Regions from separate parts of the Mus musculus genome. Here regions 2, 3, 4 and 5 are each linked to region 1. The links are chromatin contacts, called in public Hi-C maps. All regions are on one chromosome and are shown on one strand. The core of a region is the stretch at or near the end of the contact, and the rest is flanking DNA. Distances in the headings are between cores, read along the strand shown. Region 1 overlaps Lrmda (leucine rich melanocyte differentiation associated). Region 2 overlaps Lrmda (leucine rich melanocyte differentiation associated). Region 3 overlaps Kcnma1 (potassium large conductance calcium-activated channel, subfamily M, alpha member 1). Region 4 overlaps Kcnma1 (potassium large conductance calcium-activated channel, subfamily M, alpha member 1). Region 5 overlaps Kcnma1 (potassium large conductance calcium-activated channel, subfamily M, alpha member 1).

What was found. A called contact is a pair of places that touch in the nucleus more often than the background predicts.
Region 2: a Hi-C map of uterus shows a contact between it and region 1, with 2.3 times the contacts expected there. The contact joins two enhancer-like sites. A contact is called at or near these places in 1 of 39 promoter capture datasets (hippocampal neurons) and 3 of 484 Hi-C or Micro-C datasets (LSK cells and uterus).
Region 3: a contact with region 1 is called in a Hi-C map of uterus, with 4 times the contacts expected there. The contact joins two enhancer-like sites. A contact is called at or near these places in 2 of 39 promoter capture datasets (both in the 3T3-L1 cell line), 4 of 484 Hi-C or Micro-C datasets (all in uterus) and 1 of 9 other capture datasets (embryonic tail).
Region 4: a contact with region 1 is called in a Hi-C map of uterus, with 4 times the contacts expected there. The contact joins two enhancer-like sites. A contact is called at or near these places in 4 of 484 Hi-C or Micro-C datasets (all in uterus).
Region 5: a Hi-C map of uterus shows a contact between it and region 1, with 4 times the contacts expected there. The contact joins two enhancer-like sites. A contact is called at or near these places in 2 of 39 promoter capture datasets (the 3T3-L1 cell line and hippocampal neurons), 5 of 484 Hi-C or Micro-C datasets (all in uterus), 2 of 115 datasets of contacts at active chromatin or transcription factors (embryonic basal ganglia and embryonic stem cells) and 2 of 9 other capture datasets (embryonic stem cells and embryonic tail).

Annotation. Positions count from the first base shown.
Region 1 is chr14:22,757,433-22,762,410 of GRCm38.p6, reverse strand. The region is part of intron 5 of Lrmda (leucine rich melanocyte differentiation associated); the gene reads right to left. All of the region lies in intron 1 of Gm30926 (a long non-coding RNA gene), which reads left to right. Among named protein-coding and RNA genes, the nearest start is that of Gm30926, 41 kb to the left of the region's middle. Within about 2 kb of position 2,005, at least 47 of the 459 cell types and tissues checked have an H3K27ac peak or open chromatin away from gene starts, as enhancers often do. A contact at or near this core is called in uterus, where this site is marked.
Region 2 is chr14:22,173,440-22,178,822 of GRCm38.p6, reverse strand. All of the region lies in intron 2 of Lrmda (leucine rich melanocyte differentiation associated), which reads right to left. Among named protein-coding and RNA genes, the nearest start is that of Gm41107, 140 kb to the right of the region's middle. Within about 2 kb of position 2,667, at least 6 of the 459 cell types and tissues checked have an H3K27ac peak or open chromatin away from gene starts, as enhancers often do. A contact at or near this core is called in uterus, where this site is marked.
Region 3 is chr14:23,519,922-23,525,172 of GRCm38.p6, reverse strand. The region is part of intron 9 of Kcnma1 (potassium large conductance calcium-activated channel, subfamily M, alpha member 1); the gene reads left to right. It overlaps 5430425E15Rik (a long non-coding RNA gene), which reads right to left. Exons shown (of 4, transcript XR_003951125.1): 4 at 393-5,251. Among named protein-coding and RNA genes, the nearest start is that of 5430425E15Rik, 12 kb to the right of the region's middle. RefSeq lists an enhancer at 3,575-5,027. Within about 2 kb of position 3,917, at least 20 of the 459 cell types and tissues checked have an H3K27ac peak or open chromatin away from gene starts, as enhancers often do. A contact at or near this core is called in uterus, where this site is marked.
Region 4 is chr14:23,495,054-23,500,551 of GRCm38.p6, reverse strand. All of the region lies in intron 13 of Kcnma1 (potassium large conductance calcium-activated channel, subfamily M, alpha member 1), which reads left to right. Among named protein-coding and RNA genes, the nearest start is that of 5430425E15Rik, 13 kb to the left of the region's middle. Within about 2 kb of position 4,116, at least 16 of the 459 cell types and tissues checked have an H3K27ac peak or open chromatin away from gene starts, as enhancers often do. A contact at or near this core is called in uterus, where this site is marked.
Region 5 is chr14:23,389,088-23,394,547 of GRCm38.p6, reverse strand. All of the region lies in intron 19 of Kcnma1 (potassium large conductance calcium-activated channel, subfamily M, alpha member 1), which reads left to right. Among named protein-coding and RNA genes, the nearest start is that of 5430425E15Rik, 120 kb to the left of the region's middle. Within about 2 kb of position 3,982, at least 17 of the 459 cell types and tissues checked have an H3K27ac peak or open chromatin away from gene starts, as enhancers often do. A contact at or near this core is called in uterus, where this site is marked.

The DNA.
Region 1 (4,978 bases), core at 756-3,255:
TTGGGAGTAAAGAATGGACCAAGGAAGAAAGAAAAGGTTTTTTTTTGACAAGCAGAAAAGTGAAACAGCAAATCATGTTGGATGCATATAAAACTGGTGGCATTACAGTATGGACTGTACAGCATAGTAAACACCAGCATGATCAAACACAGCAAAGGAGAGGGTTGGTGGGGTGGGGTGGGAGCTATGTGATTGCAAGGAGAAGGTGACTGTGCTTGGTGTGAGCTAATCACAGCCATCCAAGATTGTAAACCTACAAGTCCCTTGACTCAAAATGAGAACAGTATTTGAACAGGCATTTACTCAAATCGAACAGGAAATTCAAGGAAGATGCCATCTACAGGGAAATTCCAGATCAATATCTATCAAACTTAACACCAAGCAAGGCTGAAGAAGATTAAGGAGTGGGCAACAGACAAAGACATCAAGTTAACAGCAGTAGAAAGGGACCATTCGGCTGGACTCTGGACGCAAGAAGTCACTTACCACATGTCAGTGTTAGAGCAATGAAAAGGGCAGCAGTATGCACAAAGCCCTGGCCTCCATCTCCAGCATATTAAATAGACACACACACACACACACACACACACACACACACAAAATCTAAAACTACATAAAATAAGCATTTTAATGAAAAATATTTTCATATAATATGTTTTGATTATCTTTATCTTTCCCCTCTTCCAATGTCTCCCAGGTCCTCCCAAGATTCTCAACCACTCAGGTCTCTCTCTCTCTCTCTCTCTCTCTCTCTCTCTCTCTCTCTTTCTTCCTTCCAAAGATTTTCACTATATGCCTTTCATCATATTTATAGTCTTACTAATCTACCAAATTCTAGAGACAGAGAGGCAGAGAGACATAGGCAGAGAGACAGAGATCCACTCATCCAAATCGATTAACAGCATATTAACTGCACCAACCCTGAATTCATATCCTAAGAATGGAACATTTTCCTGCACCTTCCTACAGGGTGTCAACTGCCATCCTTGCCTCAAGACTGAGACGTAAATTCAAGAAACCCATGTTCAACTAGCAGGTGAGACTTAAAGGCGAATGTTCACTGAGGTGAAACCGCTTGTCTTTTAGACTCAGGACTGGGAAAACCATTCTGGGTATCAGCTCATGTCAAACCACATCCCAACAGGCTCCCTTGACTCTCAGCTTCATTAAGGTAACTCACAGCAAATGCTCAGAGGCTATGGATTGCCTCCAACTAGTTCCTGGTTACAGACCGTGATGGAATGAGAGACAGACACTTCTTCTAAGTAAGGTCTCATAACTCTACTCTGAACCTGCATCTGCGGCTGGCATCCCAGGTGATTATGTCAAAGTACAGAGGAGGAAGCCACAGCAAAAAAGGTGACAATTTCCATGCCACCAAGTTTTCAAAGAACCACATTCAAGAACTGTTCTGTGCTTCATGCTTTAGTTACAGGAATTTGCGAATCCTCCCAACACCCAACTATAGAAGCCCACACCCCAGCTGTCCAAACCATCAGCATCAAACAAACAGCAGGCTTGCTCATCTCCCCATCAGGACAAAAGCAAGGAGAATTGCCAAATTCGTTCACAAAACATTTAATTTATAACAGTTAAAATCTGGCCTCTGACCAAGTCCAAAAGAAGTATGTCTTATTTCACTCGCTCTTGAATATGTCTCCTTTAGAGATAAATAGCACTGAGTACTGCCAGCTCTCTCCTCAGTTTGGTGTTTTGCTTAGTTGGGCTTGTGACAAGCCAAGAGTTGATGTATCTGCTTGAATGTGTAATTTACCTCTCTGGTCAACTTAGCTTTTTTTTCCTTGACAATATTATGTCAAACAATCACATCACAACTGGCTCTGATCTCTTTGTTGTTAGCTAATAAATTAGAGAGTATTTATTATCTGCAATCCTCTTTTCCTCTTTTAATGGTGACACATTTGTGGTGAATTACAGGGCAGCTTTATAAACTAGGCTTGGGGCCAGTCACAGGCCCTGCATCCATGTGAATGTTCCTTCTCCCGGTTGGCCTCCCAGACTGGTGGTAAATCAAGGCAGCTGCCAAGACACACTCGTTACTGTGCGTCATTGGGGAGAGCAGGAAGCGTTGGGGGTATAATTCTGTCTATCAAACTAATATGTTATATCAGTAGCTTTGTAATCTTCTGCCATAACTTATGGGAAGTGACACCTAAGAATTCACTTTGAAGGCAATGTGTTTCTCAGACTTTAAGCCAAAGCAGACCTGATTCAAGCAACAGTTCTCTGTTTACACGGATGGCTTCCTAGGTCTGGAGAATCAGGTCCCTATCAATGTGGCAAGACTTTACACATCCAGCCACAGGCTCCTTTTCTTGTTTAGAGCACTCCTGGCAGGATTTATAAACCTTTCCAACAGGTTTCTTCTTGTCTTTTCTCTTTGTGACCCTAGCCTTTCACCTTCAGTAGCAAGATGGATAAATGCACTCCTTGAATGTTATCATGACCAAACAGACCTCTCTGATGGGCAGGAAGGAATGGCCACCCCACTTCCCTTCAAACTCTGCCTTGACAAATGTGGGAAACAGCTGTTTGGGACAGAAGAATTCTCCCAGTGATAAGAACAGCAGTGTCAGCTCTGTGTTCTTGTTACTAAACAACCATGTGACACTGAAATGAGGAAGAAGGAAGCCTTAGGCAGACAGCATAGTGCCACAGCCCAGATGTTGGAGCCACCATGCTCTGAACCCCAAATTTTTCCTCTCTGAACTTATCCATGGATTATCCCTGCCACCTTGCCCCCCTTTACCTGCTGGCTGTTTTTCTCAGCTGGCCAATGAGAGAAGCACTTTGGGAGAGATTAAGTAGTTCTCAGAGCTGCCATCTGATGGGAAAAAAAAAAATCTCCAAGAATGGTTCAAAGGAGTTAGACCTCCTCCAGGCACAAAACTAAATATGCACAGTAAAGAAATTTGAAAAATGCCTGTCCTTGCCATCCCGGTCCCTCTGTGATTGATGGCAGAGAGGGCTTGCTATGATCATTTTACTCTGACAGGTCCCAGGCATAAATCCCACAGAGTTGCTGCTCTCCTCTGACAGCCTTCTGAGGGCTCCAGTTAGGAACAGGAAACAGGCCTCTATTTTTTACCCTCGGTGCTCCTTCAGGTGCAAAGAAAAGACAGCATGGAAAAAAAAATTCCTTATCAGAGGGAAAACCAGATTCAAAGCACTCTTCACATTTATTCATCAGAAAGAATGGCCACCAGACAAGAATGGGGCCTCAGCCCCACTTCTTCAAGCTTAAATTTAAACCTTCCAAAGAAAAGCTTTGAAACCTTCTCAGAGTGAGGAATGGACCACCCCCAACACACACACACACACACACACACACACACACACACACACACACACACACACACTCCTTTTCTACTATAGTGTGGCTCTCCAAAGTTCTGTCAGTATTTTTCTTTAAGGTCAGTCTTGAAATCCACTGTGCCTATGTTGTGCCATAAACCCCATTGCTTAAAAATAAAAGTGTGAAGTACATAGATACTCTAATATATTTAATTTACCAGCATTTATTGTGAACTTGCAGTGTGGTGACCTCTGTAAGTCATTGCGCCCACAGAGTCAATGTCACCAGCTTAAATAACCAAAGCCTTGATCAACAGCTGCACACATAAAAAGTGTCTAGGTGATGGTTTGGTTTTTTTTCCCTCAAATTTGTTTTTATCCTGCTGAGCTGTTGGAACATCCAGGAGTCAGAGTATCTTACTATAGGAAGCTAAACAAGGATGGCTCAGGAAGAGATCCCTTGTTAGAAAAACCAGACACAACTGGATTGCAAGGGAAATATATGATTGACCCTAAAAGCAAGAGGGGTTTAAATGAGCCAGGACTCACTCTCAACAGCATTTTGGCTGATCTTATCTAAAAGGCTGCACTGTCACCTAGTAAAGGTAATGAAATGGTCCAACCCAGGCAAATGGTCCAACCCAGGCAAACATCTTTAAAGGAGGAACATTCTGCACTGCCTCTCACACCTTTCTGTAACTGGATCTTTGTCTCTAATTATTCATAATTATCCATCTCCTCATGAATGTGACAGACAACTTTCTCTTGGCTGATGGCTTCCTTCTTAGCACTTGTCCATAAAGAAAGCTGTAAATGAATGAAGCTTTGGCTCAGTGCCACCACCCTACTAAGCCAGGTTTTGGGGACACGGGCTCCAGGGGTGCTCTGCACTACTGTTAAACCATCACAGATACTTGTTGGTCACCAGGGAAAAAAAATGATTCCACGTTGGCATTCTCACTTGAAGTCGTATTGTTAAGTCAGGACTTCGCCTGAGCCTACAGCTAGAGCCTCATTTTCTGGGGTCAATATGTTTACAGCTATACACATGTTAGGGAGGATCCAACTATGCCCGGGGAGTTCTGATAATTGGTGCCTGGGTCGGCCAAGAAAACTCAGTGGGGGAAAAAAAATCAGAAAAGAAAGAACAATTTGCTCATAAAATTAGGGAGGAATAGATCAGCGGTTTTTGTAAAGCCATAAAGCAGCTCAAGGAAGTCTTGAGAAAAACAAACTCCCTAAATCACTCTCTCCCTCACTCTCCTGCTGCTCCAGACAGCAAACAGGATATGCTTCCTTGGAACTGTCTATAAATTTAGGGTGAGAAAAACAAATCAGATCTTGTGGACAGAGCACTAGGCTGCAAGGAACATGGTTAGATTTCCCGTCTACTTGGAGGAAGACACCCAACAGCATTTTCTCATCAAATATTGGTGATAAGAAAGGCATTTAGTGCTCCAGGGGATGGGGTTGCTGTGGGTGGGTGGTATGACATTAAAAAGTTATAGCCAGTGTCCTATAAAACATCGCAGGCCCATCCACACATGCTCGCTCTGTTCTCAAGCCAAGGATAATAGTATTGCAGTGCAGCACCATCAGCATTAGCTGGAGCAGAGATGTCCTTTTGCCAGAGAACTTTAGAAACACAGTTCTTAATCAGTGG
Region 2 (5,383 bases), core at 1,418-3,917, 580 kb after region 1:
TTAGCATGAACAATATCACACTCTTCTTTTTCCTTCAAATCTTATTCCCATCTATGCCTTGGAGTATGTTTGATCCTCTGCACAATCAGGCTCAAAGCTAGAAAATGAATAGCAACATAGACCACCAGAAAATGCATTGCATTTATTCGGCAAGAACCCAAAGCAAACAATATAAGAAGCAGAGAAGGCAATCTTATTATCCTTCCCCAGTCTTCCCCCTTCAACTTCACACCGTGGTATTTGTCACAGCAAAGGTTCAAGTCATAGGCCAATACGCATCACAGTATCCAGCCATTTGCTGTGGAGGTTTACAAACTAAAAAAACAAGGATGGCTACAAAGACAGGCATGTGCACTGTGCACCTTCTCTGGGAAAAGAAAAATGTAGCTAACACCGTTATGGAGACAGACAAGGTCCAATGTCAACAGTCTAACATGGAAACAGAACCTGTCAAGCAATGTCAACATTAGGGAGATGGGTTTGTATTGACTGTCAACCTGACAGGATCTATCTAGCGTCACCTTGGTGGAAAAGCCTCTGGGCCTGTCTATGGGAGAACTTCTAGACCACAGTAATTGAATGGGTAGACCCAGTCTAAAAGTGGGAGGTATCATTCCTCCAGTCTGGGAAGGGCTAGGGTCCCAGCCTGAATGAAGAGGAGAAAAGGTAGCTAAATGTGGCCGCTTACCACTCTGCTTTCTGACTATAACTGCAGTGTGAGCAGTTGTCTCGTGTGCCTGCCGTCATGTCCTTTCTGCTTTGATGAACGTCATTCCAACTAAACCAAAAGAAGCCCTTCCTTCTTTAAGTTGCATTGGGAACTCATCACAGCATCGAGGAAAGGAATTAATACAGGTAGCCACTGAACAGCTGAGTGGTGGAGAAATAGGCAGAAAAATATACTGAAAAGATGTATGAAGTGTACGGTGATGGGGAATTTGGAGTCAACTGGTACTGGCTGGCATTTTATGTTTTTCTAAGATTCATTTATTTATTATTTTGTGTAAACCTAGACTGTTGCTCTCTCCAGACACACCAGAAGAGGGCATCAGATCCCACTACAGATGGTTCAGATGCTGTGAAACTTTTTAGGAGTGGAGCCTTGTGGGAGGAGGTGGGTCACTAGGAGTGGGTTTGAGGTTCCATAGCCTGGCCCTGCTTCCTACCAGCTCTCTTCTTCCTGTCTACAGATCCAATGTTGATCAGCCACCCCACAGTCTTAACACCATAACTTCCCGCCATGATGGACTGTGTCTCCTTGAACTGTAAGACAGAATAAACCCTCTCTTCCTCAAGTCGTTCTTGTCACAGCATGGCAAAGAGTAACTTGCACACCTATGAATATGCAAACTTCCCTAAAAGAGATCTTTTGACAGCAATGTTGAAGACCTGGTCCTTGGACTGTATGCATCCAATTTATAATAATCAGGCTTTTTCTGTGGCCCACAAGTCTCCTGGATTGTTATTAGTGTTGCCTTGGTTAGGAAGCTGCAATATGATCCTATGACTAGAAATACTGGCATAATTTATTGCATTATTACTCCTCTGAACTGAAAGCAATTAATTACCTGAAGCAGGATGCACAAGCAAAAATTTATCAGGGGAAAGTGATGAAAAATGTAACCACTGCTTTAAAATAATAGATGCTTAATGGGGTTTTTTGTTTGTTTGCTTGCTGCCTTAAGTCAGGCATCTTACAAACAGGTCCAGCTTGGATGTCTATCGTAAATCCCCTCTACTTTTACCCCGACTCCTGCTGTACTGTTCTATCATCCTCTATCTCATTGAAGGGAGGAAGAAATGTCTAAGGTATCCACTTAACAGGAGAAGAGAAGAGAAGCTCCTCTCCTCATAGGAAACTTATTAATATAACTGTAGAATTGCATGATAAGATGCATACATGTGTTTATTGTGTATGTTGCTAAGACAAATACATCTCCCTGACTGGTATGTCTTTCTAGCTTGATGCTTTACTTTAAAACTTATAAAAACTCATACTGGATCAAAAGATATATTTTAGGTGATGTGTGTGTGTGTGTGTGTGTGTGTGTGTGTGTGTGTGGTGTACATATATGAAGTTTTTAGTTATATTTGTAAAGCCTACATTGGAAATCCTCAATGATGACCTCCGAGAATCTTTTTTTACTACCACATTCCTACCTTTCACTTTAACTCCACTATTGTCCAAGGTCCAGAAAGAAGAAAGAAACAGGACCTTATTATATTATTTGTATATTTCATGAATATGTGAAAGATAGGAGTGGGGTGAAATTCACTGTTTCTGCTTTTCAGAATTATTCACATCTGTATGATTCCGTAATTGTTTCTTCTATAAAGTTATTGGAGTAATTTTGCTTCCGTATATTCCCGATCAATTCCCCCTCTCAAGGGCACAGTTGAAAAGTGATATTTGAGAACGGCCTCTGATAGATTGCATGGTTAGTCAGCAGCAGAGACAAACAACCTAATCCAGCACAAATTAGTTCGGCTGCCAGCAATAGTTTTATACAAAGATGTAAATTATGTTGTCAAAATCGGTGGCTTTCTAGCTTGCTGCTCAGCTAACAAGAAACCACTTTGGCTGATAAAGATGAACACTAAGCGTCCCTCTCTCACAAATTTGCAAATCTGCCATTTCAGCATTCTGCTAGCCACAAACAAACGGCCGCTGTAATTGCTTCTTTCTTCCACCCCTGGTGTTTTTCCTCCTTGAGCTGTTCCTTCCAGGCTGCTCTCGAAAATAATAACAACAAAAGCCCAAAAGCGCCACCATAATAAATACTCACAACTCCCAGAACCAAAAGGAAGGGAGGCGCTGTAGCAGCCAGTCCTCAGGTCTCCTTACTATCCTTCTTATGCAGGCATGGCCCAGCCCACTCACCCATGGCTGGGGGCCACGCAGACCCAGGCCCTGTCACTCCAGGTGCTGCCAGCTAAAAGACCGTGAGGGCAGGACAAACTCTTGGCTTTAATGGAAATGGAAATATTCTTGGAGCTTTGGACAAGGATTGCTATTGACACGGGCCCATCCATTCTTCTTTATTTCACAAGCTCCCATTACTGGGAAGGGAGCAGGAGAGAGTATACTTTCAAGGGACCCAAGTAGAGAGCTTCACCAGGCTGCCTGGACAAACTGGAATCAGATATATCTAATGCTGGACTGAAAATAATAACACATTATAACGGTAATTATACCCAGCATAAGTCAAATAAATAAATTATAAATTACAATTACCCTTTACAGTTGCTAGTCTCTCTGTTTGCTCTACAATTAACTGCAGGTGCTTCTGTGTGTTTTATTACCACCCCAAAGTTATATATTTGAAAGAATGGTACAGATGATTCCTGTTTATTTGTTAAATTAAAGCATTGTTGGTAAAATTACAGCTTAATTAATATTATGGGTACTATATAACAAAATAGTTTACCTTGTACATAATTTATTTCCGCATGCGTATCTCAGCCCAGAACCATTACAGCTTTAAGGCAGCTAAAATAAAATATCCCTCCTTTGCTGGCATTTTTCTAAATAGCAGTTCACTAAATCAATATTATTCACTTGGTATTTTTAAAAGCAGTGTATCTTAATAATTACCCAGCATTAGAGTAGGCAATAATTTTACTTGCTAAGCATATTAAATTTAGCAAACCATCAGTCAAATAGTTTGTTCTCTCTGAGAATGGGTAAGCAGTGAGTGAGTTTGGAATCATGTTCCCTTGGTATAAATGTCACAGGGAGTTTAGGAATGCGTCTGTGACTCCCTAAGCCAGCCGGCACTATATATCTTTATTAGTTTCAGTGGTCAGCGCGGTGACCGGTTGTTTATTCTCATTACTCAAGACAAGGTGAGCCACTCGGCAGTAGCTGCAATCACAGCTAAAAACATATGACTTTGCAGAAAGAAAAAACCTGAAGGCAAGGCTACCCACACAATGGCCTAGTCACCGACCACCACCAGAGGGACTGGGAAAGGGGTGGGGAAAAGACGTCAGCATGCACACACTAAGTTTTGGACATGTGCACTCAATCTATCACGATCCTTGTATCTCTGCCTTGTCTTATATTTTGCCATTGTTCTTAATTCACTATAAAATAGCAATCATTTCCTATTTCTCTTGTCTTTATCCAAGACTGAATTTATTCTTTTTTCTCAAGTTCATGGATAACTCTTGAACCACATTCTTTCTTCATAATACTATTACCCTAAATAAAATAAATACCCTCCAAATGCCAAGCTCCATTCTCTCTCATAAATGTCAACACTCCACACCACACACACACACACACACACACACACACACACACACACAGAGTTCTTTTTCAGAAAATCAATTCTACTACTACCTAATACAAAAGTAGGCAAGTGCCACCCTAAAAAGTTACTATTAGATTAATGAATTTAGAGAAATGATGGCCCCAACTATGTGATTTTAATAAGTGACTAGGAGTTGATAACTAAGGGGGGGCGAAGACATGTGGGGATCAGGAAGAAGGGACAGTGCTCTTTCTTCTTCAGTTCCCAGCTTTCCTCTCTTCCTACTCAAGGGTACAGCAGAGCCTCTCCTTCTATGGAATATATAGGGGCCACCTTAGTTTACCACAGAGAGAGACAGGGACAGAGACAGAGAAAACAGAAAGAGACAGAGAAGCAGAGAGAGAGAGAGAGAGAGAGAGAGAGAGAGAGTTTAGAGAAGCCTTTGCCTGAATCTATTTTTGCTAAAGTCAAAGCCACATCTCCAGTTTTGTTTTGTTTTTTTTTTTTTTTTTCAGAAAGCCTACAGAACTCAGGGAAATGTCTGATGGCCTTCTGCACCCAGGAGGATTCTGAAACATCACAGTTTTGCCAGTCCCCTGGTCTGTGTGCTTTCAACACAGATCTGCTTGCATTAGGGGTGGGCATCTCTCTGGTAAGACATCCAGTGGCTACCAAGGAACATATCGTCCAACTGTAGGCAGAACTGCTTGGCCAGGAATGCAAAGGGAATAATGTCTGGCTGAGAGATCAATGATAGGAGAACAAGGCACTCATTCCAATCACCTTACTTACCAACCAACCAACCAACCAACCAACCACCCAACCAAGAGAAGTGCCTACAAGTACTTCTTCAGTGCTGAGCACGGTGCTGACCATAGAGGAAGAAGTAGAAGATAGCAGCTGTGTGTGAATAAGAATACCAAGAGAGTCCAGTGTTCTTCTTCAAAACAATAGCATAAAGGCTAGCGTCCTAAGTATCAATTGTCAAATGAGATACTCATCCAGCAATTACTACCTGAGTAACTCACAGTTACTAAAATTAGGCAGTAAGAAGAGGGTTTGCAGAAGAGATGAGCTTTTTGACTAGATCTCAAAAATTTGATCTAAAATCTGAATGTTGGAGAAGA
Region 3 (5,251 bases), core at 2,668-5,167, 760 kb before region 1:
GTCTTTCCATCTCCCCCTGTAGGCCTTTCCCCTTCCTATTATCTTAACAACCCTGGATTAGGTTAGAACCAAGCTGTTCTGATGTCTGGGCCATCCATTGGTTCCAAAAGGCCAAATAAGCCCAAAGATTTTCCTCCGTCATTTATCTCAAGCCAAGAGGAAAACAGCTTCCTAATTCAGTGTGCCTTTAAGATATGGGCATCCCGAGAGTCCCAGGCCCTCATTATAGCTGTCTCAGCCCATTGGTCTCAGCCAGCATCTCCTTATCCCTGTCCCCCAATGAAGTCAATAAAATCAATTGCTTTGAAATCTAAGTTGAAAGTATTTCTTGACTCTAATTTCCAGGTGGGATTTTTTTTTTTTTTTTTTTTTTTTTTTTTTTTTTTTTTACAGAGTAGTGTTTGTGGCCCAATATGGGTGGGCTGTTGGCTGACAGATTTTGTTGATGGGTGGCCCAAAATGAGGATCTAAGACAAGCACTTGCTGGTCTGCCCTGGTCTGATCTGGTCAGGTTTAAAGTCTGGCATGTCCACCCAAAGCCCCACCTGCTGAGGACTTCAGATCATGGGCCCTCCTCCAGATTTGTTCTGGCTCTGAAATCTGTTATCACCACTTTTAGATTTTGAAATCTTCTCTCTGTCTCTCTGTCTCTCTGTCTCTGTCTCTCTGTCTCTGTCTCTCTCTCTCCTTCTCTCAACTCTGCCTCTCTTCTTCTCTCTCCCTCTCTCCCTCTCCCCCTCCTTCTCTCTCCCTCTCTCCTCTTCCTCCCTCCCTCTCTCTCTGCTCCACTCTCCTTTGTGAAAGTGCATTTTGCTTTTAATGTTCTCTTTTGGATCTCTAAAGTCCCCAGACCCTGCGGGATGTAGTGTACGTCCTGTCATCAACACCAGGACTGTGCTCATTACTTTATACATTGTTTCCTGGTTCAAAAGCTAATTACCAAGTAGTTTAAAGAAGCCCTTGGTCACTTAGATCTTTCATCAGAAAATATAAGCTTGGGAAAGGAGTGGTAATAAAGAGCCATTAGCACCCTTTGTTTGATGTTGGTTCTCCAGTCAGTAGAACAAGATTGATGAAATGTTATGTTTGGCCAAAATTTGAGTTTTCATTTGGAATTCAGTGTTGAGAGAATGGGCTGTCAGAATCAATAAGTTTCCTTTCGCTTGGGATATGGGCATGTGGTAGTAATTAGCAATATAAGGTCTTTACTTGAGCAACGAAGCATGGATTCTGGCAGCAAACATAATGAGAAACTACAGTTGTTCTATTCCGAACGTCAAAAAGTTTCCAGATAAAATTAAATGCATTTGCAAAAGGGAAGGGGCTTAACTTTGTTGAGAGCTGGAGTTGAGACTCTTAAAATAGCAGGCAGTACTTGGAGTTTTGGTGCATGCAAAAAAAATGCATGTACTGTCCTCATCCACACATGTATACACACTCCCCGCCAGGACTGAATTCAGCAAATACCTAGAAAACAACTTAAACATATACATAGTTGAGAGATTTTTTTTGGTATGTGCATATTTTACTCAGCAGTAACTACACATAACAATATATTAATTTGTCAGACAACCAAATGTAACGTATGATACACCAACTGCAGAGACACAAAAATGTGAAGTCCGAAGATCATTCAGGATGGAAAACCAGTGTAACAGAGCAATGTAAGGCTTGAAAGACACACCAGCCACATGCGGGTGTTGGAGAATATGGAGGTCCTCTTGGTGCTTCCTCGTAACTTTTAATCAGTGTGTTTAGCACAACAAAACCATTTCCTGTGGCATTTCCAAATCTTCCTCCCTGTCCACAGAAGTCAAGGCCTTCTTCACCCTTTTCATTGTGTCCTCTATCCCAGCAGTAGGAGCGGGTACCCATACATATACCGGCTGCTGTGTCACATATCTGGACAACTAAGAATAGAGACCAAAGTGTTATTTATTTATTTTTTTCCAGAGCTGAGGACCGAACCCAGGGCCTTGAGCTTGCTAGGCAAGCACTCTACCACTGAGCTAAATCTCCAACCCCTGAGACCGATGTGTTAACAAAGAGTTCAGTTAGAGACCAAGAAACTTATCAATGGATAATTTGGAAATATTGTGGGCAATTAGCCCCTTGTGCTGAGACCCTAAATCTTATTCAGCATAGTAGCTCTCCTAGAGCCCAGCTGGCCTCCCAAGGCCTTTGACTCTGCCTCCTTCCTTCGTGTACAATGAAAACTGCTCAGAGGTGGTGGAGGCATGGGGGAGACGGAGACTCCCATGGCCTTGGGGTTCTTGGTTTGCTGTCTTTTCCTTCCACAGCCTCTTACGGTTTCCCCAGAGGTTTCTTCTCTGAGTGTAATTCATTCTACTCCTGGTTAGTTTATGAGAACTGACAAGATCATGGTCCAAGGTCAGATGGCCAAGGGCCATGGAAAATAATTGGCCACAGAGAGGAATCCATCAGCTGTAACCCCCTGGATAGAGACAGCACAGCTGGGGAGCCATCCAGGCCTTATGTTTCCCATGATGTGGCTTCAATGGCCCCAAACTGAGGTAGTTCTGGCCCAGGTGTTTGGGACAGAGAGAAGAGTGTGGGTGTAGAGGGCTCCACAGATTTTTGGTAGCCAGAAGCTGAGAGGACACATGGAAAGAAAGGAATTAAAAAAAAAAAAAAGACAAGGAGTGGACAAAGGAGAACAGGAAACCAGATGTAATTAGCATGGAAGGAAAATCTCCATGGTGACTTCCCAATTCTAGAGTGGGGAGCAGTTTCTACAGCCAGACCCATATCTTGCTCCAGAGCAATTGCTCTTGCTCTTGAGCTTCAGTGTTGGTCTCTTACTACAAACACCATACTGTTTTATCTAGTAGACCAGTTTCAGGATTTGTAGGTTGGTCCATTTTGAGCTCTTGATTTCCAAGAGATAGAAGTAAACTTATTTAAAGAACTCCATGTATACCTGGGACCATATTTTCTACCCTCATCTGGACCCAATGCTTCAAGAATTCAGAGAATAACTATATCTCCTTCATAATCTCCAGCTTGCCAGGGCATTCCTCTCTGCTAGCTAATCATGGGGCTCTATGCATCTCCTTCTGATTTCTTATGAGTGGGGCCTAGTTTAGCTACTTATTCAATATAGGCTGTTCTTCTCATTCATGTTCATGCTCCCTCTCCCTCTCCCTCTCCCTCTCCCTCTCCCTCTCCCTCTCCCTCTCCCTCTCCCTCTCCCTCTCCCTCTCCCTCTCCCTCTCCCTCTCCCTCTCCCTCTCCCTCTCCCTCTGCCTCTCCCTCTCCCTCTCCCTCTCCCTCTCCCTTTCCCTCTTCCTCTCCCTTTCCCTTTCCCTCTTCCTCTCCCTCTCCCTCTTCCCCCCTCCCCCTCCCTCTCCCTCTCCCCCTCCCTCCTCCTTACTCAGACCCCATGTGTTTCTTTATGCCTACTTACTACCTTGGCTCTACATGGGCTGTTCCTCTATCTTCTCCCTACTTTCAGGTTTTACCCACAGTGATTCCAGGCCATTTTTAAAGGCCATAATATGGCTATTTCCTTAAAAAGATTCTTTTTATTTGCCCCCTCTTGGGGGTCTATCCTTGCCAAAAGAGAATCACCATGTGCTGTACCTTCATGTTTATTCATTCCACATGTGTTTATTGACTGCTTGCTCTGTGCCAGGCATCAGGGACAGATACATTCCAGCACACCTATTAAACCCTCCAGCCGTACAACAGCTCTCGCTCTCTGTTGAGCTATCTGGCCACCTAAGTGGTTGGGAAGTTCAGCTCGAGAGCTTATTTAAACCTGCCTCGGATCCCAGGGAGTCTCCCTGCAATGCTGTGGTTGCTCTCAGCCTGGCCTCCAGTGTGCGAGAGTGGGATGTGGGTTAAGTCATGTGGTGCTATCTTGGCTTGATACCATGGGCCTGCTTTCCTTTCCTGTTTATGTGGATCTCGGGTGACGTTCACTCTCACTTCTCCCAGGCCTGCAAGGGCCGGACTGCTCACGGGAGGGATGTTTCCCATAAGATGTCATTTACGATTTCTCTGCCTCAGACATCACTCAGGTTGAAATGGGACTGAAGTCTTGTATTTTACACAATCTTTGATCCCTTGTCAGGAAAAGCATTGAGCACTTCTCCTCTCGTAGCCCACGTGACTCCCCTGCAATATCTCAGGATTCCTCGATTTTAAAAACCATAAATTAGCAAATCATCAACATATCACCGGGGAGGTTCATCTGGTAGCGATTGTAGTCAGAAGGAAACATGGGCCCTAATAACTGATTTTCACAAAGATACAAAGAATTGTAGACAGACAGATACAGTAAATAGGAAGACAAATAGATAATTCAAGCTGACAGGCCATCTTGAACTGATTAGGCATTCTGCTTTGATTAGCATTAAACTTTTTGTGGAAAGAGGAAAAAAAGAAAAAAAAATGTTGCCCTCATACTTTGGGAAAACGACCCCTGATGACTTCTGAAATTGGGCACTGAGAGGCAGATCACAGCGCATTTGGCATTAGATGCCCCACATGATGTAGTGTCCCAAGTAGTCCTTTCCAATGACAGGGGCCTTGGTGGGTGTGGATGCAGATACTTCCTCCTTGGCATCTGCTTTGGGTCCTTCTCAGGCACGTCTCCAGTCCTTTTCAAACTTGAACATCTGAAAAGAGACTTGGCTGCATAGTCAATCAAACTCTAGGTAATGCGGATGGGATGAAGGCCTCCCCTCTGCCCCCCTTCCCTGCTGTCTTTCTTCCCTTCCACACACTTAGCAGAATGTTCCACCTATTGTTCTCTAAACAAGAATAGAAATGTAGGTGGGAGATGAACTGGGTACCTTGCGGGGTGGGGGCGCATTCAAGCATCGACTTTTGCTTTCAAATATCCTACCTCCATTTACAAAGGAATTCTGATTGTGAATTTTCTAATTATAATCCCGAAAGATTCTTTCTGCTCAGCCTCATGTTTGATGGAGTGAGTCCTTGCTGGGTAGATTTAGAATCCCAGGAACAAATGCAAGCATCCGAGACTAAGTTGCACCCTATTTTCTGTCTTCCTGACATGCCATTCATTCTGATAGAAGTCTTTCCAGAGTTGCGACGAGCAGTTCCTTGCAGACTTGGGGTTCTTTCCACCACTGCTGTCACCATGCTCTGAAAATAAAACAGCAAACTTTCTCACTGGCCAAGTCCAGCGTCTCTTTGTATTAAAATATCATAGACATCAATGCAGCATGAAGGATGTGGAAATCTGATTCTGTTGCTGTCA
Region 4 (5,498 bases), core at 2,867-5,366, 740 kb before region 1:
TTCTCTATGTGTGACCAGGCACACATGAAGGAACATAGTATAAGTTGGGTAGAGAAAGCAGAATGTGACATCATCCTCAAATTCACAATGGGAATCTTTCCAGTTATACTTAGGGAGGTAGTAGTTTATCCAAAGATTATACTTAAAAAATCTCCCCAGTGTTACAGCTTCTAGTGAGAGCTGGTTAGAAAGAACATGAACATGAGAGTTAGTATTGCTGTCCTGTAGTTTCCTCTCACTAAATCAGAGGTGAAGGTCTCTTATCCAAAGGCAGCACTCCTTCACCTGGCTTGTGGTTGAGCTCTCTAGACAGCTTTGGAGGAAGGAAAATGGCGTCTTGTTCTACTTGATACAATACCAGTTGTCTTCTTAATGGAGCTTAGAGACTGGAGGTTTCTCAGTACCTGGGGCCAGGTGTCCTGACTGAACAGAAATAACTCCCTGCAGGTTTATGTGTGACAGCATGCCCCATCTTATAGGCCATATTCTGTGCAAAACAAGCCATCAGGTGACCCAGAGAAAACCCCACTCTGCCAAATGCCACCAGCACCATTCCATTATTTCTTAATTGCTGGCAAGTGCTGGCCCATTTTGCTGTGTGGAGGCCCATCAGAGGCCATTGCTGAGTGGGTCCTGCTGTCAGCAACTGGCCCACTGCTTGGAACTGCTGCCCAGTGCCGACCATTGCCCAGCCCTCGGCAGGTGGCTCTATTGGAAATTCTGTTACTCTCCAGCCAGTGGGTTTGGTGGTGGGCACTGAAGGTGAATCTCCTGTTTGTCCCTGAAAACTCAAGGATAGGATAAAGGAGTTCTCAGTAATTCACAGGCATCAACCTGGAGAAGTTCTTGACTGAAGTCTCTGTAGGTGGAGGTGGATTTTATTAGTGAGGCTGTGACTGGTGACAGCTCCTGCTGCAAGGAACACTCCTTCTTTCATTTGTGACTTGAAATCTCATTTAGTGTGGGAGTGCTTTAAGCGATTGTTTAGATTTTTGGCTGAATTTAGACTGAATAGGAAAATTAATGTTGTATGTTTAGAAAGAGATGTCAGTTCCTTTTATTCTCTTTCCAACGTGTGCTGATGTAGCATCTTCAAGAAATTAAGGAGTATTTCAGCTGTGTAGTTCTTGTCAAACTGGAAGCAACATGACTAGCCTCAGAGCCAGATGGTACCTGGTCGGTATTCACATGACTACAGCCGCCCAAATATCTTGGACAGAATCTCCAATCCATCCATTTAGATACTGTGATGCAGACATCAACAGACCCAGGAGTATTTCCTTAAAAGGCATCTCATTTAGAACCACCCCACTCTACTTAGGTCTCTGGTCAGGTAAGGTCATTTTCAGAGCACTGTTAGATTAGTGAGGATATGGGAATAGAGTAACTTCGAGACAGGGCAGTTTTCTCTCTTTCTGCATCTCCCTTTTAAAGGGAGAATTCCTCTTGCCTTTATTTTTCAGATCATTCTTAGATTTTTGAGTAGATAGTTCTTCCCCCCCGCTTCATTACTTTGAATTTTCCTAAGGGCCTCCCACCCACCTTTCCCACACACTCTTCTTCTTTTTCAACTTTTTCTTCTTGTGGCCTTTTCTCTGTGCCCATCTGAGAAACACATAGAATGCCACCCATTTATACACGTGCTTGGGAAAGACCTGGTGTGTGTGTGTGTGTGTGTGTGTGTGTGTGTGTGTGTGTGTGTGTGAAAACTATGCCACCAGGAGTATATTCTGGAGGGTGTAATTGCTCCCACAGTTAGACACAAGGCTTGAAATAAAAACACTGTCAAATCCCTGTGATGTAATGAGGGTGATATTCTAGAGCCCAGAGGGATGCAGGGAAACTGCTGGCCTTGAGTTTGTCATCATAACAATTGCAGACATTTGAGTCCTGTTTTATGGTTTTAAAAGAGCTTTGACATCCATTATCTCATTTAGTCCTCATTGGGCCATCTGTGCATTTTAGCATCCCAGTGTAACTTCAGACTAGCAGGAGTCAAAGCTCTATTCTAGGCCTATCAACTCTGGTAAGCACAAATCAAGGTCACTCAGCAGCCAGCAGGCTAGGACAGTATAGCCAACTGCTACCTTCTATGTGAATGGGACAGTAGCCCACAGAACTAAACTTGGGTTCCTGGGGGAAGGATAGTATTCTCCAAAATGGATCTCTTTACAGTGGCTAAATTTCACAGAGAGAACTTTCAAACCCTGGGCATCTCTGAGTGCGGAGGGAAGAGGTACATGGTTCAGAGCTCTCCAGACACGGGATGGTGATGTGACGCTGGTAAAGGTGCTCATTCTAAAAACTCACCTGTTCATGCAGCTCTCATTTCCCCCAAAGCACTCTAATCAAAGAGGCTCTTGTCTCTGATTTGGAAACTAAGCCCCAGTACAGATGCTAGTTCTTTGAGCATCCTTGTTGCCTATGATGGCATTTGGGACACAGCCGTGTTAACCAGTTCCTTTGTAACTTTCCTGTATCTGTGGTGAAACACTCTGACAAAAGTCCCTTCATGAAGGTGGGTTTCGTTTCAGCTCACAGCTCAAGGCTCCATCTATCATAGTGGGGAAGTCAAACTACCGAGAGTGTGAAGTAGCTGGTCATGTCATATTACACAGATCAGATCCCATTATCCACTTATACAGACCAGGATTCCAGCCAGGGAATGGCACCACCCACAGTGGGTGGGGGTTCCAACCTTAATTAATAGAATAAAGATAATCCTTCACAGCCATGGCCGGAAGCCTGTCTCCTGGATGATTCCAGATTCTGTCAGATTGGTAGCACAAATCTTCATGGGCAACTTTCTGTCACTCTTCCAAATGTATGCCATAAAACTTTTGGAGGCTGTGGGCCTTGATGGGTTGGCCTTGTTTAGTTATGCTTGTGATGAGGCAACTCACCATTCTGGGAGAGATTGATAGAAAGCACTGGATTGATTCCTATCCATCAGACCAAACAGATAGGGCTGATTGGTGCCCTGTTAGCCTCTTACAAGGCAATGCTCTCAATGACCCAAAGAGTTTTTATTAAATTCTACCTCCCAAAGGCTCCACTTGCTCCTAAGAGAGTATCACCCCAGGGATGAAGCTCTTAGTGGACATTGACGGGAGATGCAGAATACAGAGTACTGTTGCTGTTCCATCCTTAGACTTTGTCATTTTTCACAGTATTTCTCCAAGGCTGAATATATAGCAAGAGAGAGAAATGTGACCAGAATTCATTTCTTCTGCCTTCCTGAAGCAGCACATTTTCATAGCTCTTCTCCATGAAATGGAGGATGATCCGCCAGCATAAATGGAGTGAGGGTGTGGTTAATGTTGGACCTAATTTTTCTCTTTGCCAAGCTAGAAAGAATTTGCCTCTGGATTCCTGGGTAGAAATGCTGAGGGTTTTTTTTTTTTTACCAGAGCCAATTTCCCTCAAATAAAAGAGGATGAAGTTTCCAAAAACAAAAAAATTAGAGTTCCTGGGTCAATATCCACTCTTGGCTTCCCGCACATAGCCTTCCCTCTTGGTCATTGGCACTTCATCCCTGCTCCCTGCCACCGCATGACTGGAGAAAATACAATGGCAATGAGAGGAGACATAAGAAGCTTATAATGAGTATGACTTTCCACATGGGGCCCAAGGGACCCAAGGGACATAAGGGACCCACGGCTTACATGTCAGAACTACATATTTTGGAAGGCATGGGGATAGGACAGACTGTGTTCAAGGTTGTCATAGTTTCTTTGAAAATGGCATGGAGGCTATGTGGTGTCTTTGTAGAGACCAGACCACCCAAATCTCTTGTTTATTACTTGGATGTAATTGATCATTCTTCTCATAAGAGTATTCTCCACATAGATGAATGTCTTTTATACTATGCCAAGGAAGTAAAATGAAAAAGCTGACGTCGTAAGCCAGGGAAGAATAGGGAAAGTAATGAGAGAGAGGGTGGGGCTATCTGTTGACATTCAGTGTGTGATATGCAGAAGACCCTCTGGTACTCAGCTCCACACAAATCACACTCTCTCTGGCCCACACACAGGCCGATTTTACTCGGGTTAGGGAACAAGCAGTCATTCTTCCATCAGTGACCACTGCTGGCTTGGTTTGGAGACTGTCACAGAGGTGGATTTTGCAAGCAGGCATTTCATAAGACTGGGGTTTCTCCAAGCAGAGCAAAGAGGTCTGGGCTCTGCTCTTTGTTTCTGCAATGTAGTCATTCATCCTTTTATTGCAACTGGCTTCTGTTGTTCCAAAAGTGAAGGAAAGACTCTTTTGCTGCTCCAGTTTGCTGCTATGTGGGGAGAAATAATTTCAGAGCTATAGACTCCTGGATTATACAGGTACTTAGAAAGACTCTGGGTCAACTTCTTCTGTAAAGCATGATTTATTATAGCATTTTGGAAAAATGCTAAGTCTTAGCCATAAAGTAGTATTCTCTATTTATTAGACATATTTCATCCATAGAAAGTTCCTTTGTCAGACAAGCCAAACCCCTTTGCTTCCTTTTAATATATATCAGGAAAGTCCTAGATGTGAAGCTAATCATGACATAGCAGGACTTGAGGCATCCAGATGTGATGACCAGCCTATGTCCCCAAGGATGTCCCTCTGTATCTTGAGCATTTCTGGATTGTTTTACTGTTTCTCAAGAGATCTTTTCCAGAACACTTATCTCCTCTTGTCCTCCTCATTGCTCTCTGGCCATTATTCAATTGGTCACTTTGCTCTTCAAGTTTGACTGTTAAAACTGGATCAAATCCTGTGGAATGAACATGGCCTATTCTTATAGAATAAAGAGTCGTTTCCCTTTGCTCTGGAGACTATAACAAGCAAGCTTTGGCTTTCTGTGTCTTGTATCCCATGGCCTCTAATAGAGGTTTGAGTTAACTATACACTTAACTGCTGCGCCCTGCTCTCTCCTTCTCTCTCTCTCTCTCTCTCTCTCTCTCTCTCTCTCTCTCTCTCTCTCTCTCTCTCATACACTCTCTTAGATCCATCTTCTTGTTTCAAACCTATATAGTCAATATTTTTGAATGTAAGTGTTGACCCTGACATCTAGATCTTCTAACTCTCTTCTCTTATTATTGTTATTTGTAAATCCCCAAACACTAGAGAACTTCCCGAATTTCAGTTTTTTCCCTCACTCTGCCATGTACAACTCTCCACTGCATGCCACTGGCAAATAATTGTGTGAGCACACCTCAGGGCCTGGGAGTTGGGCTCTGACCTAATTTTGCCATAAGAGAGTCCATCTGAGAGAGATTGTAGGATGTCTTTATCTTTGCTGCACAGTGGCCTCCAGGGAAGCAGCATTTCCTCTCACATGTAGAGGTACAGGTTCTCCAACTCTACCCCAGATCTACTCAGTTAGAAACTTAGGATGGTGGGGGCTAGCAACCTGTAGTTTTTGTACACATTGCAGGGTATGCAGAAACCCACTCAAGTTTGGGACATCCCTAATCTAGATTATTGAGAAGGCAGGAAAAAAATGCAAGAGCACACAG
Region 5 (5,460 bases), core at 2,733-5,232, 630 kb before region 1:
ACAAGGGGCAGACGAATCCAGGAGTTACTATGCGGGGGTTTAAATCTATGCGGCAGCTGACGGTTGAAATAATCATCTGTATATGGCTCTGAGCTAGCCGGGGAAAGGTTGAAGCTGTATATTTTCAGCATATCTACTCTAATGGTTAATCTGTTGTCTTGTACAGGGCTCTCACAGGGTGGACCTGCAGCACATCCTGACAGCTTAGAGGAATTACTCATAGAGGATGGGCTTTCGCCTTGACTCTCAGAGTATCCCGGTAGATGAATTTAAGTTCGCTTGATTGAAAAAGGTGGAACTCACCTGACTCAGGTCCTCAAAACATGAAGGGACCAATAGGGCCCATAGCAGGTTGGGTCATAGGGACAGTAGTGTCACGAAATGACCTCTATCTGCCCCCAAGTCCTCAGACTGTGTGCTTCAATATAATAGGACTCTGACCCATTGTATTGCTTGCCTGTTTGGGCAAGTGGGAAAGTATAGTGCCTTTTGGAAAGGTCAGAAGCTGGACAGATGTGCAGAGGAGCCTGCTGAAGGCATCAACACAGATTTTCTGCCAAGGGTCAGCTGGTTAATATCTTTAGCTTTGTAGGCTATATGGTCTCTATTGAAGTTATGAAGTTGCTCAATATTGATATAGAAGAAAAGATGCTAGGGACAACAGGGAAATAAATGTTGGTGGCTCTGGTCACATGTAATTTTATTTATAGAGACTAAAACTCGAATTTTGTTTTGTTTTGTTCTTGGTATTCTCAGTAGAATCCAGGTCAGCCCCAAACCCTAATCCTCCTGCCTCAGCCTTTGAAGTGCTGAGATTACATACCTTCCCATGCCTCCTAGCTAACACCATTTTAATGTTTTAGGAAATATTAGCCTTATAGCTTTTACCAATCATTAAACAATTGTGGGCTATACAAAAGCACATGGGAGGCCACTGTTGACCCTGGTTATGAAGAGTCATGAGAAGAAGGCAGCTTCTGGTGCCAGGAGCTGAGCAGACTTCATCCATGCTCTAAATGACCTAAAAACACAACCATCGCACAGTAGGGCTTCAAACAAAAAAAAAATCAATTCTACCTTTGGCCTGCAGGCCTTCCCATCTGGTTGGCTTGAGGAAGAATGTGGTGGGGGTGGAGGGTGGGGTGGGGTGGGAGATGGTGATTAGGGTTGAGCTGGGTTTTTTTGAGTTCTGTTTAAGTCCTGCCCTAGTTTGGTTCAAATGAATTAAAAGTGGTCTTCTTGCTCCGGTAGCCCTCTTTAGACTCGCCTAGAATCACTCAGGGATGTTCTTGCATTTCTCATTTCACTTGTATGCTCCTCCCCCAATTCTATTGTTCATGTCTGGGTCTTTTTGCTGAGAGGGTAACACCTAGGATTTTCACCTGAGCCTCCACTGTACTGGAGGCAATAGAGAAGCCTATTCTAAGGTGAAAAAATAAAAAAGAAGGAAAAGGGCCAAAGGCAACTAGATGTCCTAAAGGAGTGCATAGTGATGGGCAAGTACAGCAGGGTCAGAGTTCAGGGAAGATAAATGACCCGAGATTCTAGATGCAATCCAATTGGATGGAATTTGTGGGTACCATGGGAATACACAGTCTATCTAGTTTGATTCTAGAGGAGTCTTTATTCCTATTTATAGAAAGAAATTACAGTGAAGGTCACATGGATCCTGTTAACATATTCATGTAGTTTTTTTTTTCTCTCTCTCGTGTAGGAGCTGAATTCTTCCATTACTCTATATTGATGGACTCAAACTTACATAATTCAGGTTTCCTAGGCATTGAATAGAGCCAGAAATATACCCTGTGATTAACTTCTACATAACCTATTGTTCCTTAAAGTCTCCTTTCCTATTCTTCTATTAGCACTACAAAAGCCAGAAATGGAAAATCACCAACAAACCCTCCCCTTTCTGTCCTACTAGCTCTCCACGGGGCGGGTGCGCCCTGTGCCATGTTAGTACAATATAGCCGCCCATTTTCATTTTATATAATGACAGATTCCTTTAATAACCTACGCCCTCCGAGCTTTACAAATAAATCTGTTTCCTGTTTTTTCAGCTACAGGTTGTGAGATTTCCCAGCTGGATAACGTACAGGAAGACGTGACTGTTCAATTTTAGGGAGTTTTGTATGTTTGAGACAGTATGGTGGTGGGGTAACATCCTTCATCTTGTCATTATTTGTACACTAATATCTTGCCATGATCTTTCACAACCACTTTCCTTGATTGATCTTAGTAAGGGGACTGTGAAGAATTCTTGGATACTATATCCCCTGAATGTCAGATCAGAAATTCTCATCCTAAGGATGACTTCTCTATGTCCCCCACCCTTTGTCTTAGCCATGCTTAGTGCCCAGTCTCATTGATTGACTCATGGCAATTCCTAGCTACAGGCATCATCCTTCATCAACAGGTACTAGCATAGACAGTTATGGTACCCACCCATACTATGGGTTATCTGTCTGGAATTTATTATCATTGCTTTTCAGTCATTTCTAAAGGACCACCACTTCCTGTTACCAGCCTGTGTATATATGACAGGATGCTGGGGGTGGGGGTGGGGCATCCTTCTCTCATTTAGGATCCATTTTCCCCTGGTGTCCACATTATAAAGACCCAAAGTGTTAATTAGTCCAGACTCCTTGATGGAGAACAGGCCTTTACATTTCTCAGGGACTCCAGTCAGTCAAGGACCTTTTGTCCACATGACTCTCTCTGCAGAATGACAATGTCACCGGGACTTCTGTGGTCTGTCTTGGAGGAGAGGAAAGGAAGCATGCTATTATTAACCTTGACAACAGCAATTGTGCGGTCACTGTTTGTCCTCAGTGTTTGCCAGAGAGCAGCTGTAGATCAAACAGGACCACTCTAGAAAGTACTTGTGTCTCTCTGATGGAACTGATGGTACAGATGGCTCAGGGAAACGTGGCACATCACAATCTCCCCCTTTCTAGTGATGCTGGGGCTAGAACCCAGGCCATCACTCATGCTAAGCAAGCACTCTACCTCTGAGCTCTGCCCTGAATGATCCGGCCACACTACTCTTTCTGAGTGTCCAATGCATGACATTTAGATTTAAACCAAGCTGAGCAGTGGTATCAAAACCAAGATGGCTGATCGGGCCTTCCATAGTTTAATACTGAGGGATAAAGACATGAAACATGAACAGTATTGAGCAGGACTTTCTCCAGTACTTTCCAGAAGATAATCTGCCTGATCCTGCTAAGATATTAGTTTTGGGGTATGTGTGTGTGTGCATTGTAGGAGAGAAGAGGAGCTCTATATACTTTTAGAAATTTCTGCATAAAGGAGAATGTCTTCTTTAAGTTTTACATGTCACCCCTCCAGAGAGTATTTTAGATGGACACTTGAGGGGTGGGGGTGGGGAAAATCTGCCATTCAGCCACAAGGGAGAAACTTCCATTCTAACACAAAATGATGGTTGTATTTAATGTTAAAAAACAGTGGGTAACTTTTGTAATGAACAATTTCATTCGGGATTAATTTCAATTTTCTTCTCTCCTTATTGTTTGGCAGTCAAGGTTGAAGCTAGAGCCCGCTATCACAAAGACCCATTTATGCACAAGAATGCGACTCCCAATTCTCCACACGTGCCCAAGCCAGGTGAAGGAGTGCTGGGCTTTGTCCCAGTGTTTAACAGTTGCCTGGTACCCCTCAGCGTTTCACTGTAACACACTAAGCTCAGTTGCAGAAGACAGAGAGCTACTGTGGCTTTCAGCATGCATTTAACTTCTTTGGGCCACAAAATTTGAAAGAGAAAAGCCATTAAAAAAAAAAAAACAACCAAAAAACAAAACCAATGGATGATCATGAAAACAACCCCACTCTCCGACTAGCAGCTTGCACCCTGACTTCAGTAGGAAGCCCCTTCAGTTTGATGCCTTTGTGTTCAATACCACTATGCATGCCATTTATTCTAAGTGACTCCAGTGTGAATATGACATTACTAATGATCTGCTAAGTGTGTGCAGATGTGGGTTACTCCAGATGTGGTCATTAATAACGTAATGGAGATAGCTGTTTGACTCATGTTTATGAGTTGTTACCTTTTATTACTTTTCTGAGTTTATTTGCTTTGAGCTATTTTTTAACTCCAGCCAACAAACTCACCTTTAAATCTCAGAGCTTCATCTCCACCCCACCCCACTCTGCCCTCCTTAATCTCTTGGGGAAAACAGGGAGGAGGGAAAATGCCCGGGGCTGGAGGGGACTGGTGGATTCATTCCATGTAAGTAACAGGCTACTTGGGCAACCTGAAAGTCACAGTCATTACCCACTCCACCTCACGGATCCTTACAAGAAGCGCCAGTGGTCTCTGGCATAATACTTGCAGTCTGGAGAGGAAGACAAAGGCAGGGGTTGCTTTAAAAAAAAATCTTGTAAAATATCTGATCATTTTGAAGTAAGCCCCAGCCCCCGGCCAATGTTTCTGGAAGACGTTGCTTTGCTCTTGCTTAAAAACAGAACGCTGATGTGAAGGAGAGCGAAATGTTGTTACAGATGTTCAGCTCTGCATTAAGGCTGTTGGAATTACCACCACATCTTAAATCAATTCCCAGAGCATTGTCTGGAGGTTATGTCACCGAAATAATGAATCCTCTTTAGTCAAGAAAACGCAAACATGTTAAAACATCATTGTAAGTTTAAATTAAACTCCAGCGCCAACGAGGGGATCTGAAGCCTCATTAGACCTGCCTGACATTTTCCTAACGCTGACTCTTCTCCCCAAACTGTAAAACTGTTAGATTCAGGGCCTATTAGACAAGAGAGCGCTGGGAAGTTACAACAGAACATTAAGTGTTATACTTAGGGATGCGCAAAAACAAGCCCTTGAATTTTACGAGGGCTCAAAGACTTGGGAGAGTTTGGCTCCTATAAAAATTCCACATTAGATTCTCGAACTTGTTTGTGTTTTAAAGAAGCTGGCAAGTCAGGTTTCTTTAAAGGAACACCTCTTCATTCAGCTCGTGTGGAGGCATGGGAAGATGCTAGAAAGGTAGATTGCAATGAGCCAGAAAGCAGGTTAAGTTCAAGCCTGTGACTCTTTGTGCTCCCAAGGCAGTGGCTCGCTGCTGCTTGAACATGTTTGTCTTTCGTGAAAGCGAGTGAGCTTAAGTCTCTCTTTTGTTTTCATTTCTCATGTAGTCATAGAAGCCATGAGATAAGAATTATATCTGAGAGATCAGCTACTTTTCCTAGAACTGCTTTCTGTAAATATGCAGACATTGGTAAAACCCAAAGAGAGGATAATTAAATATATTTTCTGTCCCTCTTTGTAAAGAGAACGTATCCTTGATCTTCCTGTGCGACCTGAGCCATGTGAAATGCTCTCCGTTACGCAGCATTCGTATATTTAAGCCGGGGACATTTTCCATCCCAGCTCTTCAGGGAACAGATTTCCAGGCTCCGAGTAAAGCTTTGAACACAGTTCCATTG